Linked DNA regions of Mus musculus: region 1 is linked to region 2. Evidence: chromatin contacts called from public Hi-C data. All regions are on one chromosome and are shown on one strand. The core of a region is the stretch at or near the end of the contact, and the rest is flanking DNA. Distances in the headings are between cores, read along the strand shown.

Evidence for each region. Hi-C and Micro-C count contacts between places; a contact is called where the count stands out from the background.
Region 1: a contact with region 2 is called in a Hi-C map of trophoblast stem cells, with 6 times the contacts expected there. The contact joins two enhancer-like sites. A contact is called at or near these places in 26 of 39 promoter capture datasets (the 3T3-L1 cell line, 3T3-L1-derived adipocytes, the C10 cell line and 15 more), 9 of 15 datasets of contacts at CTCF or cohesin (the NIH/3T3 cell line, embryonic stem cells, hippocampal excitatory neurons and 4 more), 331 of 484 Hi-C or Micro-C datasets (the 3T3-L1 cell line, 3T3-L1-derived adipocytes, the 4T1 cell line and 156 more), 65 of 115 datasets of contacts at active chromatin or transcription factors (the 230-238 cell line, CD4 single positive thymocytes, CD8 T cells and 43 more) and 7 of 9 other capture datasets (adipose tissue, embryonic stem cells, embryonic tail and 4 more).

Annotation. Positions count from the first base shown.
Region 1 is chr14:34,779,619-34,782,870 of GRCm38.p6, reverse strand. No RefSeq gene overlaps it. Among named protein-coding and RNA genes, the nearest start is that of Gm30969, 6.8 kb to the right of the region's middle. Within about 2 kb of position 1,275, at least 5 of the 459 cell types and tissues checked have an H3K27ac peak or open chromatin away from gene starts, as enhancers often do. A contact at or near this core is called in trophoblast stem cells, where this site is marked.
Region 2 is chr14:34,613,815-34,616,912 of GRCm38.p6, reverse strand. It overlaps Gm52113 (a long non-coding RNA gene), which reads left to right. Exons shown (of 3, transcript XR_003951117.1): 2 at 1,495-1,661; 3 at 1,765-2,302. Among named protein-coding and RNA genes, the nearest start is that of Gm52113, 5.0 kb to the left of the region's middle. Within about 2 kb of position 1,617, at least 58 of the 459 cell types and tissues checked have an H3K27ac peak or open chromatin away from gene starts, as enhancers often do. A contact at or near this core is called in trophoblast stem cells, where this site is marked.

The DNA of each region.
Region 1 (3,252 bases), core at 26-2,525, 170 kb before region 2:
CAGTGAGCTCAACCTTTACACTTGTGGCCTACAGGTGTGCTCAGAACCCTGTGTGCTCTGTCTCCCAGCAGGGCAAGCCATGTGGGCTGCAGCACCAGCAGCTCCGTGCTGGGGGTCGACCAGATGGCCTCTGACCCGCCCTATTCAGTAACAGCATCAGCTTCTGCACCATCAGCTCCTCCAAGTGCCCCGCCAGCTGTTCATGCACTGATCAGATGTTGGGTGGACCAATTCACAGCACTGGATCTGGGCCAAGATGGCACCCAAGTTGGTCCGCAAGCACTGCCCAGGCCTTTTAAATTTTTTAATGTGTGGGTCTCCTACAGAGACCAGAAACATTGGACCTCTTGGAACTGAAATTAGCCACCGGATATAGATCGCCTGCAAGCACAGTGCACACTCTTAGCTGTAAAACCGTCTTTCCATGCCTGAATTTTAAAGCAACGGTTTGGCTTGTTTAGCGGAGACAATTTCAAGGCAGAGTAACGTTCAGGTTGTGGTGTGGTTGTTGCTTGATGTACTCACCCATCCTTACAACGAGAGAGAACAGAGAGCAGTGTGTAAGGGCTTGGGAATGTGCACTGGAGGAGGCTATATTAGTCTAAGGTGACCATAGGCCTTGAGGAGCATGGGTAGAACGTTACGATATTAATGTTTGAGGTCAGGTGGACATGTCTGGGAATTGCCACCGTGTAGTGGCTTGGATAAGAAATGCTTCCTACAGCCTTGTGTCTTTGAATACTTGGTTCCCTGTCATTGGCACTGACAGAGACTGGAGGGCGTGCTAAGGAGACTCTTGCTGTGTTGTTAGCGTCCTATTTAGGGAGGAACCTGGCTAGTGACTGAATAATTAATTACCTGTTGTATCCATTCACAAACTTGTGTGTGTGTTTCCCATGCTGTTTGACAAATGCGTGACAGTTCAACGGGCTTTTTAAAAGGAAGCAGTTCTCTTAGCTCCTAGTTCAATGCACCTGCGTGCCCATGGCCTGCCTTGGCCTCCCGTCTCCATGGGCAGCATACACTTGCTCCTGGAAAGGCTAGATCTCCCCGACTGGATGCTCGTCCTGAAGTTCTCAGCCCCTCCATCAACAGAATCTGCACCCCCATCTCCCTCCAATCCTGATTTCCAGCCTGGCCCTCAGCAAACTCTGGTCTCTCTATCCAGGCAGTGGCTACTCAGGGTCACCAATGTGGAGCTCAGACACTTCCAAACGCACTCCTCTGCCTTTCCCAGCCCAGGCCATTCCAATCTTCCTGAGGTGTCAGACACTTGTGAGTCGCACTGCCTGGTGGTCATGCTTGTCTTAGAAACCTGGTAGGTTTAAGGGGGATGGTGCCTGGGAGTGCAGGCGGCCTGCTAGATTTCAGGCTACCCTCTGTGACTGTAGTCCTGTGGGGTTGTGGGACTGAGGGACTGAGGGACTGTGGGACTGAGGGACTGAGGGACTGTGGGACTGTGGGACTGTGGGACTGTGGGACTGTGGGACTGAGGGACTGTGGGACTGTGGGACTGTGGGACTGTGGGACTGAGGGACTGTGGGACTGTGGGACTGTGGGACTGTGGGACTGAGGGACTGAGGGACTGTGGGACTGTGGGACTGTGGGACTGTGGGACTGTGGGTCTGTGGGACTGAGGGACTGTGGGACTGTCGGACTGTGGGACTGTGGGACTGTGGGACTGTGGGACTGTGGGACTGTGGGACTGTGGGACTGAGGGACTGAGGGACTGAGGGACTGTGGGACTGTCGGACTGTGGGACTGTGGGACTGAGGGACTGAGGGACTGTGGGACTGTGGGACTGTGGGACTGTGGGACTGTGGGACTGTGGGTCTGTGGGACTGAGGGACTGTCGGACTGTGGGACTGTGGGACTGTGGGACTGTGGAACTGTGGGACTGTGGGACTGTGGGACTGAGGGACTGAGGGACTTTGGAGCTGTGGGACTGTGGGACTGTGGGACTGAGGGACTGTGGGGCGGCTGTGGGACGGCTGTGGGATGGCTGTGGGACGACTGTGGGGCTGTGGGACAGCTGTGGGATGACTGTGGGACTGTTGGACTGTGGGACTGTGGGACTGAAGGACTGAGGGACTGTGGGACTGTGGGACTGACATCCTGCCTCCTTACAAAAGAAGCTAAGAGACATCCTGAGCCTTTCTTCCTTCAAATACCACATCCAACCCAACAGAAAATCCCCATCTCTAGATTCAGCGCAGGCCCGGGGCCCTGTCCATCCTCACTCCTCACTCCTCACCTCTGTCCTGCTTTTAATAACTCCCAACTCGTTCATTGTTCCACCCTTGTCCCCTGAGTCCAGAGGAGCTTACTGTAGAGCCTCCCATGATCCTTCCTGTTTCCTTGGAACCCAAGGCTTCACACAAGCTAGGAAAGCACTCTACTACGCAGATACACCCACCTCCTATGTTCTTACCTTAGACTACTATAAACCTCCTCTAACCAGAATTTAGTCTCCTCTGACTTCCCCTACAGGCAGCACTGTAACCATAGCCAGCCATGGGAAGGGTTAGGGAACATGGAGAAGCCCGGGAATTTAGCGATGCCTCTTCTCTTCCACAGATCCTCTGGTAGAACCAGAAGCTATGGTTGCCTCGACTGCTGCAGCAGGAGACAACAGAGCTTCAGACCGATTCTAGGAGCCAAGGGCTGGGATACCGGAAGTCTTCCCCAGCCCTAGACTCTCTCTCCACTAGGTAATGTAAGGGCCCCTGAGGCCACACCCACAGGAAACAGCACAACTCTGGGCCCAGGTGGACCTGCAGCCTCGGGGTGGAGGAACTTTGGTTATTTGATCGCGTGTCATCATCTAAGCAACACTGCAAAGATTCCTGACTGCCACGTGGGGAACTGAACTGAAGATGTGGACCTTTCTCCGAAGTGCTGACAGTTTTGCTTGTCAGCAAAGCATCAATATCCTATTCGTCTTATAAACAACTCCTTCTTAAGCAAAGAGCTTGAATATGGGACAGCCCAAGGTTGTGGGTTCTAGAATATGTAAGGATAGAGATTAGTATTTTTAGGAGTTAAAGACTAGTTAAGATGGGGCATTGATTCATTGCAGAGCCCATGGACGGGCTGTTGCCTGGAAAGATGGGCTGGCCCGTTCTTAGACACACATGAGGGGCGATCTAGCCTCATAGGATTTCGTACTTAAGTCGCTGGGGAAACCACCTATCTGCTATTGGAATAGCAGATCTTGCTCCAATGGGTGACAACTGACCCTCTCTGCTGGTG
Region 2 (3,098 bases), core at 368-2,867:
ACACCCTCCTCAGCCAAGGCCAACAAGAACACAAGTGGCAGAGAGATGTGTTCTGTGCCTTTGGACTTTGGAGGTATAATGAGCGGCCCTTGAAAGGGTCCCTAGCGTCTTCCCCCTGGCAAGGCCTCCATTTTCCTGTTTCTAGTCAGCCAAACTCAGTCTCTGGGATGGGGAATGTAACTCAAAGCCTTTGCCTAGTATTCACAAAATCCTGGGGCTGAGCCCTAGCACTGCATAAAACCAGGTGTGGTCATGCATGCCTGCAACTGAGGCGGTAGATACAACAGAGAAGAAAGGTCTCCTGGAAATGGAACATTTGAGATGTTGGGAAGACCTCTTCAGATAGCAGGCATGGAATCTACTTTTGAAGGAACTCAGGAGTCTCCACTCCTGTGGTAGACCCTTACTTGTGACTATGGAGGCAAACTCCAACTTGGACCAGGGAGGGACACTGAAAACACCTAGACAGAGCCCAACAGGAGTCAGCGGCACAGAAAAGCACAGTTATTATCTGTGAACAGGTTTTTTGAAGCCTTTTTACTAGAAGCTGGTAGACCCCTCTCCTTGAATCTGCAAGTTTGCTTCTGAAGTTGGGCTTGTGGACAGTAGGCACAGCCATTAGCACACTGTCCCTCCGAGAGACTGCTTCTCTTTGTGTTCTTATGTCCCTTTCTTACCTGTCACTTGATCCTCCCCATATTTCATTCTTATTTTATCCCGTGTGTGTGTGTGTGTGTGTGTGTGTGTGCCCGCCCTGCACGTGTGTCATGGTATGGGGGGGGGGGGTGTCAGAGTTCAACCAACATGTGGGTGGTGGGTAGGGAGGCTTCACCTCTGTGAAAACAGAGGTGCGGCCTTTCCCATCTCTGCAGCCTGGGTAGCCAGCCTATCCACACTTCACTTTTCAGAGCCGTGGTGGTCCTCTCTGGGTGGACTGAGGAGCCTCTGTAGGTAGGATGTTCCTGTGGGTGGAACTCTCCAGGATCCACCACTCAGACCCTGAAGCAGATGGGCCCCCTGCGTGTAAAGTTGGCACATGATGTTCCCAAGGGCAACCCAAGGCTGGGTGGGACCTGTGTGGCCAGGGAAGGGAGCCTCAGTACACCAGGTAAATACTTCCCTACGCCCCAAATCCTCAAAGGAATTCTTTGTTTCTGCACTCCTGTGTTGACTTAGCTGAGGAATGCAGGGTGTCGCAGAGAAATGCTCACTGGCTTGTTTTTTTGTGGCTTGCTCAATTTTCTTATATAATTGGCTGGACCCTCCCACCTCAATCATCAATCAAGGTGTTCATACATATTAAAAAAAAAAAAACTAAGGGACCTCCCAGGTAGTCTCAGAATAATTAACCACCCACAGAACAGCACTAGGCAGATCTCCCCTCCTGTCTTCTCAGAGTCTGTCTCTGCTTTGGTCCCTGAGTGATGACTAGCTTGTGAAGCCTAGTTCCATTCACGAGTCACAAAGCATTGCTTCTCCTGTTCCCTATTCCAGACTCAGTATCCTTCACTTTGTATAGAAGGCGGAGCTGATAGCAGAAGTCCTTGGAGAGGAGGGCTAGTGAGGTGACTCAGCAGGTGAAGATGCTGGCTGCCCTACCAAACTACTAGTCCGTGTGGGACTGTCCTCGGGGCGATGCGGAAGTGCCTGCACTGCCGGAGGTAAACAAGTTCCTGCCCCCACCGAAACAGGAGCAAACAGGAGGTTCACGTTCCCACCGCTTTGCAACACTGTTTCAGTACCTCCCCTCCCCCTCTTTCCCAGGCGCTAGCTGATGGAGGCCAACACCAAAGAATGACCATCATCTCCCCCACCAACGCTGGCGAACCTTTCTCTTTTCTCCTGGGTAATAATACTGTGTCCCAGGCTTGCTCAGCGGGTGGCCATAGGAGTCTGGGAGACCCGGTCCAGTGGACAGGGTTTTGGGGTTCCGCTTAGAGTTGCTTCAGTCTATAGAAAGCTGAGCCGGGCTCTGCCTCTTCTATCGCATGACCCCCACCCGGTGGTGGTGTCCCCAAGAGGAGATCACCCGGATTCCCCCCACCCCCTTCTACCTCTGCGCAGAGGGAACGCTGCTACTTTCGGAGTTGTACTCCTTGGTCCGGGATATTCCTAGACCCTGCGCCTGAGGGGCTGGGAGCGCAGCGCTTTGTTATTCAGCCGGAAAGATGCCCCAAGAATTAAAAGACTTTATAAAATGTAGGTTGACTACACCACCTGCACCTGCCTTCATTGTTGCTCTCTCACAGAATTTCAGAAATGCGCTAGGCCTCCTGGTGCATGCCTATAATCCGAAGGCAGGACTCCTGGGGTTTGAGGCCCTGTGACACGTAGAAAGACCTTGTTTCAAGAAATTTAGAAATACCAGCATATTAAAGACGCCTCCCCCCCCCCAAAAAAAAGACATATCCAAAACTATGGGTCTTTGGGCTTTTGTACGACTCCTATTAGGAGTTACGAACACGTGTGAAATTACCTCAGATAGGGGACCAAAAACAAACGAAACAACATTGCTCCTAAATCCAACTTGTTGAGCAAATAAGTAAATTACAGTCTGGGAACTGATACTCTCAGAAGAGGGGGGAAAATCACATCTATATTAAAGATTTTGCAATACCAATTAACTGATTAGAACTTTGTGATTTGGAGAGTTGGAATGTTGCAGAGCCAAATTTCTTGGACTACTTCAGTGCCCTTAGTAAACATTCATTATCCATCTTTGTCTAACATCTTTACATCTTTGAGGCAGTCATGTGAAGCCTTTTAAGAAGTGTTGACTTACTCGATCGCTAGTTTCTATCTACCTGAAGCTAACAGTGTCACTCACTGTTAAATTACTTCTGGTGTCTATATCTGAGGTTTTTCTACTGGGTCCCTGGTCACCTGCTTTCCCCATGGAGGCATCTAACAGTGTCTTGGTTTATGATTTCCTTTGGTCTATTACCATAAAATTTGCATGAAACTTGTATATCCTCCCTCTTCCAGACAAAAGTGTCTTAAGACCTGTTGCAGATGAATGGCAATCCCTGGACCCTTGCTAGTGCCCGCTAGACTCGCTGCCCCCCCCAACCCCTCCCCTTACACAAACTAGGTCAGAG